Regions from separate parts of the Mus musculus genome. Here region 1 is linked to region 2. The links are chromatin contacts, called in public promoter capture Hi-C maps. All regions are on one chromosome and are shown on one strand. The core of a region is the stretch at or near the end of the contact, and the rest is flanking DNA. Distances in the headings are between cores, read along the strand shown.

Region 1 (5,269 bases), core at 615-3,114, 490 kb before region 2:
TTGCCCAGTGCCATACAGGCTAGTGACTGGCAGGGATATATGATTTTGTAGTTTTTGGTTGCTTCTTGAGATTCTCAGGGCTCAAATCCAGTTTGTCGCTGAGGAGGGTGGCTTTGAAGTCACGATTTTCCTGCCTACGTGTAATCCCTATGTGCCTATTATAGGCACCACCATACCTGCTTTACACTGTGCTGAGGGTGGTACCCAGGGCCTCATGTATGAGCTACATCCCCAATCTCTGTTTTGCCAAGGTTGGACCAATAGGAATGAGAGATGCCTTTGTTTTCATATATCCAAGCAACACGGACATGGCAGGCCATAGGCAGACAGGGAAACTAATCTAATATTTGTCTATTTTATTTTTGATCCTAAAATTATGTACCAGGGACAGAATTCTCAGGTGCAGGTGGCTATGCCATGACTATGGTATTAAACGTCTCAATCTCTGGAACAGGAGAGCTTGAGTTCTGGACTTTCCTCCTTTAACACGTTGACTTGCTACACGATATCAAGTTGTAGGTAAATAACAGATTTGAGTAACATCTCTTCCAGCTCAGATGGGAGAGGGCTGGAGAGATGGCTCAGCGGTTGAGAGCATTGACTGCCTTTCGAAAGGACCGGGTTCAAATCCCAGCACCCCCATGGCATTTCACAACTGGCTGTAATTCTAGTTCCAAGGGACCTGACATCCTCACACCAATACACATAAACAAAATAAATTATTAAAAAATAAAACCCAACAGAACAACTGATGAGGAGGGCTGGAGAGATGGCTCAGTGGTTGAGAGCACTGGCTGCTTCCAAAGGACCCAGGTTCAAATCCCAGCAACCACATGGTAGTTACAGCTGTCTGTAATTCCAGTTCCAGGAGATCTGATACCCTCACATAGACATACACGGAGGGAGAACAATGTAAGTAAAAGATTTAAAATAAAAAGCAACAACAACAAAACAAAACAAAACAAAAAACCTGATGGATGTGGGATGCATAGGATGCTGCTACTTGGGGGTCCCAAGGTCAAAGCCAGTCTGGGTTACCTAGTCCTGAGAACTGAAGTTAAGAGAACAGATTTTAGCCGGGCAGTAAGGTAGTGGGTACCTGTAGCTCCATCCCAGAAGTGAGAAGGCTGAGTTTGAACAATGATGAGTTTAAAGCCATGCTGGGCTACATAGCAAGGCTATGTCTCAAAAGGGAGCCGGTCAGGTGTTAGAAAATTAGATTAGCCTGGTCTGGTACCCCACTTGTGCAATCCCAGCATTCGGGAGACTGAAACAGGAGGATGGCTAAGACTAAGACAATTCCAGGCCCACCTGAGTTGGAAAACAAACAAACAAAAAAGCTACCAAACAAAATAAAACCGTCGGAGAAATAGCTCAGTCAGTAAAGGCCAATGGCGGCAATGCAATCCCAAGACCCTCTTGGTGGAAGAAGAGAATTGACTCTTGAAGGCTGTCGTCTTATCTCCACAATCGGTCTGTGGCACGTGCGTTTGCGAGCACAGGATCGCGCTCTCGCCCGCGCACGCACCCCTCCCCCCATGTTAAAATGTCATTTAAAATCCCTAAGCAAACAAACTCATCCAACCAAAGAAAATAAAAACATAAGAAACAAAACGGAAACCTAGATGATGAATAAAGTCCTTTGTAACTCCATGTCTCCGTGGGTCAGAGCACAGCTAGGCTAGGATTCGAACGACCGTGGAATAGGAAGCTGGGAAGTCTTCTAAGGCCGGCCCCATGCCACCAACTACAGACAGGGGTGGAGGAAGTTGAGGGCCCTGCAGTTCCTTGGCTGCCACCTGCAGGTGCGTCCCCAGCCAATCAGCGGCGCCGGGGGCGGTGCCTGCGGGCTCACCTGGCGGCCGCAGCCTCTGCGCTGCTCACTGGTGTGGGAGCCGCGGCGCACTACTGAGTTCCCAAGAACTTCTGCTAGACTCCTGCCCGGCCTAACCCGGCCCTGCCCGACCGCACCCGAGCTCAGTGTTTGCTCGGCGTCTGCCGGGTCCGCCATGGGAGCCCGGTGCCGCAGCTTTTCCGCGCTCCTGCTCCTGCTGCAGGTATGTGGAGGGTCCTGACTCGTGCCCCATGATCCGCTTCGCTGTGTTTTTCTGCCGGCTGTGGTCCCGCTTCCCTTCTTCCAAGAAAGTTGGGATCCGGAGGGCCAGATCGCCCTGGGCGCTGCGCGGTGCGGGGCTGAGTGCGGTGGAGTGGGAGGGAGGTCCAGGCGGGCGCGGAGTGGTCGCCTCTGGCGCAGGTTCCCAGGTGGGGGCGCGCCACGCTGCCGGCTCCCGGGTCCCCGGGTTGAGCAGGGTCCCTGTTTGAGACAGAGGAGGCGTGGAGCAGGATGGGGGCCTGCCTGTAGAAGGTGGGGTGCTGAAGTAGCGCGGACGATCCGAGATAAGGGAAGGGATTTTAGTATTATAAAAGCACCTGTCCTGTTAGGGAGGGACCGTAGATTGGGGTACCCGAGAGGAGTCTGCGGGTGTGCGTTGAGACCGTTCGCGGTCGAAGGAAAGTGGTGTCCGGAAGAGTCAAGGCGTCTCCAGTGAGATGCAAATGGAGCTAGGAGAGGAAGGTGGACTAGGTTGCCAGGTGGTGGCCCCAGATGTCCCCTCCCCCAAAGGCTTTTGGAGCTTGGCGGCTGGTTTCGGGATGAGCGGATAGCGTCCCTGTGTGCCCTGAGGGGGGTCCTCCCCACTAATCCCGGCGCCCGAGGCGAGGGAAGGGTTACCCTTGGTTTCGGTGTGGGCTGCTGGGAACCCCCTCAAGTCACCAGTTTGCTTACTTTACCTCCATCCCAGGTCTCCTCATGGCTTTGCCAGGAGCTGGAGCCTGAGTCCTGCAGTCCCGGCTTCAGTTCCGAGGTCTACACCTTCCCGGTGCCGGAGAGGCACCTGGAGAGAGGCCATGTCCTGGGCAGAGGTAAGGGAAACTGATGGTGTTACTCGGCCGAGTGGGGTCGGGTAGTGAAGGCGCCAAGAAATCGTGCTACCATGCTGGTAGGGTGGAATGGACAAAACTCTTCCTTGGAATTTACGGCAGATTTGGGAGTCTTATTTATCGATTGTGGTTGATCAAGGTAGATATGTCTGGCTCTGCTATTTATACGGGGCAGAAATGGGCCAAGGGTATTTAGAGGTCATCGGTATTCCTCCAACTGATTACTGGAGCCGGTCTATCATTTCAGACCGCCAAACCTGCTGGGTAGAGCCAGTTGGACTGTAGTTCCATTTAATGATGAGCAATTGGAGGCTCATAGAGTGACTTCACAGGGTCAGCAGGGCAGGCATTTGAACCGGGATTTGACTCCCACTATTTAGGTATAGTCACTGAGGAACCGGTTCATAATGACTTGTGGTTTTTGTTCATAAGGATAAAAATACTCGATACAGGTGCTGCTTTCCCAAGGAATAGGTTTTTTTTGTTTTGTTTTTTTGTTTTTTTGTTTTTTGTTTTCTTTAAGAAAAAAAAAGAAAAGGTAGCTCTGACTCATACATTCAAACACTCAATATATATTGAGGTCTTATTGTGATAATCTAGAATTTTCTTTGTATAACTGTAGGGAATGGCTGGGAGCAAGGCAAGAGGACCAGGTTTTTGTTAATGTTGTTTCTTTTTTAACTATTTTCCCTAGTTTCTAGGTGCTTCTTTTGCACCAAAATGACCTCCCCCCTCATGATTTTAGTTGATCCCCAAAGTATGATAAACAAAAAGCAATAATTTTAAAAGGAGAAGTCACACACAATCCCTTTCTGGGAATAGATTCACCGAGGTTCTTCTTCCAGTCGTAAGCCACCTGAAAAATCTACAGCACTCATGATGGTGTCTAAAAGTTTGCTGTGAGCTTTGGAAGTTGGGTCCAGGTTTGGTGGTGCACCTTACAGAGAAATAGCGGCCCGACTGGTTGGTCTTAACTTGCTTTTCTGAGATCTGACTGGTTTTGTGGAGCTTTCTTTGGGTCCAGAAAGGCTGCAGCCCTGTGGTCCTGAGGTTGGAATGGTCAGGGATCCTTCAGCCAGTCTCCACGTGACTCTTGCCCAAGGACGAATCTGAGCCTCTGGTAGGTTGCTGAGAGCAGGGAGCATCCGGCCTGCCTTCAGTGGCACGTTGGGATGGGCTAGCGAGGCATGAGTGTTCTAGGATGTTTCCAAGGACCGCAGTGAGTGTCTGAGAATAAATAAGTAGACGTCGTGTCACTCAGGGTTGAGCTTGGTGGGCTTGGAGACAGGAATGCTTATATATTAGGGATCAGTGCAAGTCCTGGTGGCTTGCTGATGCGTATGTGTGCCTGAGTTACGACAGTCTTTGGTAGCAGTGCTAAGGATGAAACCTTCAGCCTGTTGTTACATGTTAGCCAGGCACCTAACCACCAGTGTGTTGGTTGGGTCGATTTGTTTGTTTATGAGACAGGATGTCCCTGTGTGACATGGGCTGGTCAGAAATTCACAGTTTGATTTTCCTGCTTCAGACTCCAGTGCTGGGATTCCAGGGTCACCTTGACGCTGACCCAGCTTTAATTTACACCTCTACGTGCTAGTGTCTGGTCACTCACACCACTGCATATCAGTGACAAGATCACTTAAAAACTGATAGTACCACCTGCTCACTCACGCCCCTTAAGGCGAGTGAGTCATTTACCTAAGGTAAAAATGAGAACTTCTGGAGGGTGGACACCATTCCAGTCCTCAAGGAAATCAGGAGCCTGAAGCATCTACGACTGGTCCTCCTCTTTTTGGTTTTCTTTTCTCTCAAAAAGAGAGGGGATGAAAACAAAACAAAAGAGAGGGAAGTGAGTGAGCTGCCCCAGCGGTGGTCACACCTGTGACCTGCACTCCCGGAAGTGAAGTGTGTGAGCTGCAGCTGTGGTGGTTCCCATTCGTGATCAGCCCTTGGGAGGCCAAGGCAAGAGGATTGCTAAAAGTTGTAGGTTTGAGGTCAGCCTGGTCTAAGTAGTGGGTTACAGACTAACCTGGGCTACAGAGTGAAATGAGACCTTTAAAAAAAAAAACAAGGAAAAAGGAAGGAAGGAGGAAGGAAAGAAAGAGAGAAGGGTGGAAAGGAAGGAAGGGAGGGAGGGAGGGAGGGATATGTGTGTGCTTTTGGGGAAAACAGTCCATTGTGAAATAGACTGTGGACAGAGGTCTTAACGTAGGGGGAGCTGAGAGTGGCTGGTGTTGATGGAGATAGAACATGCTCCGCGGGAGGTAGAGAGCCCCCGCTGAGAGCATTGCCCCCGCCCCCAAAGGCAGGGAGCCACTTCACCCCGCTG
Region 2 (5,068 bases), core at 1,802-4,301:
CAAAGACTCCTCTACAAGACAGGCCAGATGATAAGCCTACAGTCCTTAGTTCTACAAGGGTTGTACAAATTACTATGCCCAGGTCACATTCTTCCATTCAGAGCAATCTGAGCTATTCTCAGAGTAACACCCCCCCCACCCCCCCCACCCCCCCCACCCCCCCCACCCCCGGCTTCTACTCCACCACTGAGGATTTTTCTGACACTCCCCCCTCACCCATACTAAAAACCTACAATGGATTATTCCTCCTTGAAGTAAACAACAATTACCCAAGCATTCTTTGCAAGACTAAACAGTAGTGTCTGCTCCAGGGCCTTAACTGAACAGATATCTGGTTTTTTTGTTTTTGTTTAAAAAACAAACAAACAAACAAAAAAAGCAGGGTATTTGAGTACCCTATATAGAGCTAATGGCTTCCTTGTGAAACAGGGTTTCCTCCCTCTACCTCTAAGACCTCACCCTTTGCAGGAGTTCTCTTCTGTTAGCCTTAACTTTCCTGCTATTCTTCCACCCCCAGTGATGCACACACTTCCACACCCTCAGCCTGGTTCCTGGAGAAAAAAAACCTGCAGCCAGTTGTTTTGTTTAAAGAGTTTTTCTTGAAGCCACCAGAACCCAAACACTCCTAGACACTCCTCAGCTAGCTCTGTCACTCTAGAGCTCTGTCACTCTGGAGCTCTGTCATTCTGGAGCTCTGTCACCCCTCAGCTAGCTCTGTCACTCTGGAGCTCTGTCACCCCTCAGCTAGCTCTGTCACTCTAGAGCTCTGTCACTCTGGAGCTCTGTCACTCCTCAGCTCTGTCACTCTGTCGCTCTGTCACTCTGGAGCTCTGTCACTCCTCAGCTAGCTCTGTCACTCTGTCGCTCTGTCACTCTGTCGCTCTGTCACTCTGGAGCTCTGTCTGTGCTCTGTCTCTTCTCTGGTTGACTCTAGTCTAGTGCAGGAATGATTCCTTAAGTCTTCCTTTCAGCAGTCAAAAAACTCAGTCCCACATTTCCCAAGGCCCTAACCATTCCTTTTGGCTTATTACAGACAATGGCAACCAAACCTAGGACCACAGATACTTGGGGGGCCTCAGTGCTCCTCAAAGGTACAAACTTCCAAAACCGTCTTCAACGTCAACCACTTCCCAAGGCCACAAAAACAACCCAAACCACAGAGCTATCCTCTCCACAGCTAGAGGGCTTACTACTTACTCTGTCTGTCTCTCCCTCCACCTGCTCTTCCCTCTACCCACGCAGAAAAGATTCCACAAGGAGTCTGCAAAGATCCCTGACTTCTGCTAGACAATAAAATAAAATAAAATAGTAAAAATGTGTCTTACAGCCTCCTTGACCAGTTTTCTGCTGGATTCAACCATAGAGTCTGTCAGTGTGAACTCTGTTTTAATCATCTCCAGCACATTGATAGCTGATTCCAAGGGTGTGAGCTCAGCCTCCATATCAAAGGAACAGTCTAGGACAAAACACAGTTTCCACTTTAAGCTCTTTGCTAAGGAGGAGCAAACATGTCCAAAAAGTTTACATAGCTATTTATAAAGCATGCAAACACCACAAGACTCATTTGTACAAAGAACCATGCAAACCAGGCATTTAATCTCCTCACTCAGGAGGCAGAGGGCAGAGGCCAACCTGGTCTACACAGTGAGTTCAACAGCTATGGCTATGTAGACTCTTTTAAGACTCTGTCATTAAAAAAAAAAAAAACTAATAATATAAAAGGGCCATACAGACCCAGTAAAGTTTGCATTTATTTGTTTATGTCCTTGATATATGGTTCAAATTCCAATCAACATATTTCTTTTTTGTTTTTCAAGACAGGGTTTCTCTGTGTAGCCTTGGCTGTCCTGAAACTGGATCTGTAGCCCAGGCTGGCCTCGAACTCAGAAATCCACCTGCCTCTGCCTCCCAAATGCTGGGATTAAAGGTGTGCACTACCACTGCCCGGCTGGCTTCAACGTATTTTAAGTGACTATCTTTCAATACTTTTTAATACAGCTCAATTATAACATATATGTTTGCCTCCAAAATCCAGAATAACACAACTTCCTCAGATACAAGGGGCCAACAATGAAGAGAGTTTGTTAAGTAGCTGCCAAGTTCAACTTGTGTGTGGATGGGAGAGTGTTCCCACTTTACTATTTGGAGGAAGAGGGAGAAAGATGTGTCCTTATTGACGTAACTTACTTGTAGCAATAAAAATGGGTGTGCAATTAACAGGTGGGAGAAAACAAAACAAAAGACAGCCAAGAAACTTTAACTGGAGAAAACCGGAATTAGAGAATTCAACCACTGTTGAATGAAAAAGCCCTCCGCGGTGGAACCAGTAGTGCACTTTAACCCGGAATCTTTCAGTTCCGGATGTTAAGTTTGAAAATAACAAAACCCTACGTAAGTAAGCCCAGAAAAGAACACACAAAAAATAGCCGTACCTAAATTTTCTCCTTCTTCAATGCGCGACAGACACTGCATAACCCGCAGCAACCGGGACACCGTATGCTCCTTCCCCAAGGGCCTGACAAGCAACGCTGGGAAAGAAGACATGGTTGGCTCCGCGAGCCCCGGACCCCAAGTCATGCCCCCCAAAACCATGTCCTCCTCCCCGCGGCCCGAGCCGGCTCTCACCCTGCATGATGTCCCGGATCTGCCTGAAGTCCCGGTACCGGCTACTCCGAAAGGCCCGCAGCGCCTCGTGGAAATAGAACTTGAGCACCCAGCGGTTGACCGCCTCCTCCAGGCGAGCTTCCCCCGCGCCCCGCTCGGCCGCGCCTCCCAACCCTGGCTCGTGTCGCCCCCGTCGAGCCCGCCCGCCGCTGCGCGATGCCCGTCGGCTCGCCGCCCGCCCGCTGCTATCGCTGCTCCCGCCTCCTCCCGCCATCGTGTTCGACCGCCGCTCGCCCTCCCCGCCCTCCCCGCCCTCCCGACTGGGCCGTTTCCTTGGCTGTGACGCCATCGGGTCACGCACAACGCCCGGGCCGGAAGCAGGGCCCGCTGTCCCGGCTCCCGCAGCCATGATACCGACGGGGTTCCGAGCCGCCCGCGGGCTTCTGGGAGGGAAAGGACCGAGGCGGCGGGGGGTCTACCCACCTCCTCGGCATCCGTAGTTCCTCTTGTGTCTGCTGCAATGCTTGCTGGGGATTGGAGTCCACACAGCCCAGCCAGGCGCGCTATTTTGAAGACTACGCTGCAGACTTGGGACAGTGTAAAGAATATGAAAAATAAGCGCGTGCATAATGTTAGACATTTCGCAAATTGTGAAAAGCAGTACAGTAGAAAGAAATTACTTTGTTTTGTTTTGACACAGAGTCTCACTGTGTATCCCTGGTTGGCTTGGAACTCAAGACATAGAACTCTGCCTCTGTGTTGCAGTGCTGAGATAGTGCCAACATGGCCAGCCTTTTTTTTTTTTTTTTTTTTTTTTACTTTTTTTCTTTTTAAAACATAGGTTTGTTCTGGGAATCAACGGAGGTCCTCGCCATTCTAGAGCAAGCACTTTATCAACCGTGCACTGTCCCCAGCCACCTAGTAAAAATGTATTCTAAGACAGGCCCTGCAAAGTTACCCAGGCTAGTTTTGAACTCATGTCAGAGCCCATCCACAACATGGCTTTGGAGCCACTCTCTAAAGCAATCCTAGCTATGGTAATCCAAGCTGCTTGGTGATTCCAGCCTGTTTGCCTTACTTAACAGGAGCTAAACTATCTGCCTTGATATCCTGACAGGTCTGCTTCTTATTGTGTAAACCTTGAACAAGTTACTTCTCCGTTTGTGTACCTGTGCCCCTTTCTGTCAAGTGGACATCGTGAGGATTGTATTAAAATGAACTGAGTTACTATTTCTGGTTCCTGTAGCTCAGGGTTCAACAAATTGTGTGTGTGTGTGTGTGTGTGTGTGTGTGTGTGTGTGTATACACAGAGATCCAAGGATAACTTTTAGAAGTTGGTTTTTGCCTTTCATTATGTGGATCCTAGGGACTGAAATCAGGTCATCTGGCTTAGTCTCTGGCAAGCATCTTTATCCACTGAACCATCTATCTTGTTGCTCCTGGATTCCAATTGCTTTTCATGAACTCATCCAGAGCATGCTTGGACAATCTATTTTTGTTTACAAAAAAAAAAAAAAATCTGATTTTTAAGTTTGGTGCAGTGGTCCATGTCTTTACACCCAGTGTAAAAGTTATAGCTCTGAGGGGAAAGTATCTTGGCAGTCAAGAACCAAGGAATATCACAAAGTCACACTATACGACAAACCTCACACACAAGAAATTTACTGGGAAGGAAGGAAGACTCAGGCTCAGGCGAGAGGCAGCTGGATACTGAGTAGAAGGCAGGGTTTATGTGGGGTTTCTTGGGGTGAGAGTGGAGCAGGGCAAGTTTTCAAGTCCAGAGCTTGAGTTTTTTTACTCTGTAGGGTGAGGGCTGGCTGGGTCCAGCCATTAGAGTGGTTAGAGTGTTCTGTGGATGGAACTGGTGGTTGGAGCTCCTCAGGGGCGAGGCCTGGCAAGGGAAGGTTTCTCTCTAAAAAGTATTACATCTGTGCTTCAGCAAGGGGGAGGTTGCCACAGTGGAAGGTGTTACACCTCTGTTCTGGGAGGTATCCTGTCAATCAGGGGACAAAGAACTCCACAAAATCACACTGTACAACAAATCTCACACAAGAGATGTGTTTGGGAGGGAAGACCCCAAAAGGGTGGCTGCCTCTGCTTGGGTAAAAAGCAGCAGTGAACTGAAGGAAGACTTTATATAGGGTTTCTTGGGGGGTGGGAGGTGGAGCTTCCCAGAGTGGACAGTTCCAGAATGGGGATTGGTGGGATTTCAAGGAAGTGTGGCATTGTGAAGGCAGGGTTTTGAGATCTTAAATGCTCAAGTTACGCCCAATATGAAACACATCCAGTTTCCTTCTTGCAGATCAAGATGTAGAATTCTCAGCTCTTTCTCCAGCACTATGTCTGTCTGGATGCTGCCACACTTCCCACCATGATGGGAATGGACTATACCTCTTAAACTGTAAATCAGACCCAAATTAAATGTCTTCTTTTATAAGAGTTGCCTTGCGGGCTGGAGAGATGG

What was found. Capture Hi-C pulls out chosen DNA fragments and counts their contacts.
Region 1: a promoter capture Hi-C map of pancreatic islet shows a contact between it and region 2. The contact joins the promoter of Cdh1 here to the promoter of Terf2 in region 2. A contact is called at or near these places in 2 of 9 other capture datasets (liver and pancreatic islet).

The regions. Positions count from the first base shown.
Region 1 is chr8:106,601,486-106,606,754 of GRCm38.p6, forward strand. Cdh1 (cadherin 1) reads left to right here and starts at 1,865. Exons shown (of 16, transcript NM_009864.3): 1 at 1,865-2,057; 2 at 2,802-2,922. The coding sequence starts at 2,010.
Region 2 is chr8:107,093,497-107,098,564 of GRCm38.p6, forward strand. Terf2 (telomeric repeat binding factor 2) reads right to left here and starts at 3,052. Exons shown (of 10, transcript NM_001371065.1): 1 at 2,626-3,052; 2 at 2,433-2,528; 3 at 1,326-1,456. The coding sequence starts at 3,013. It overlaps Mir7075 (microRNA 7075), which reads right to left and starts at 2,610; the gene lies at 2,529-2,610.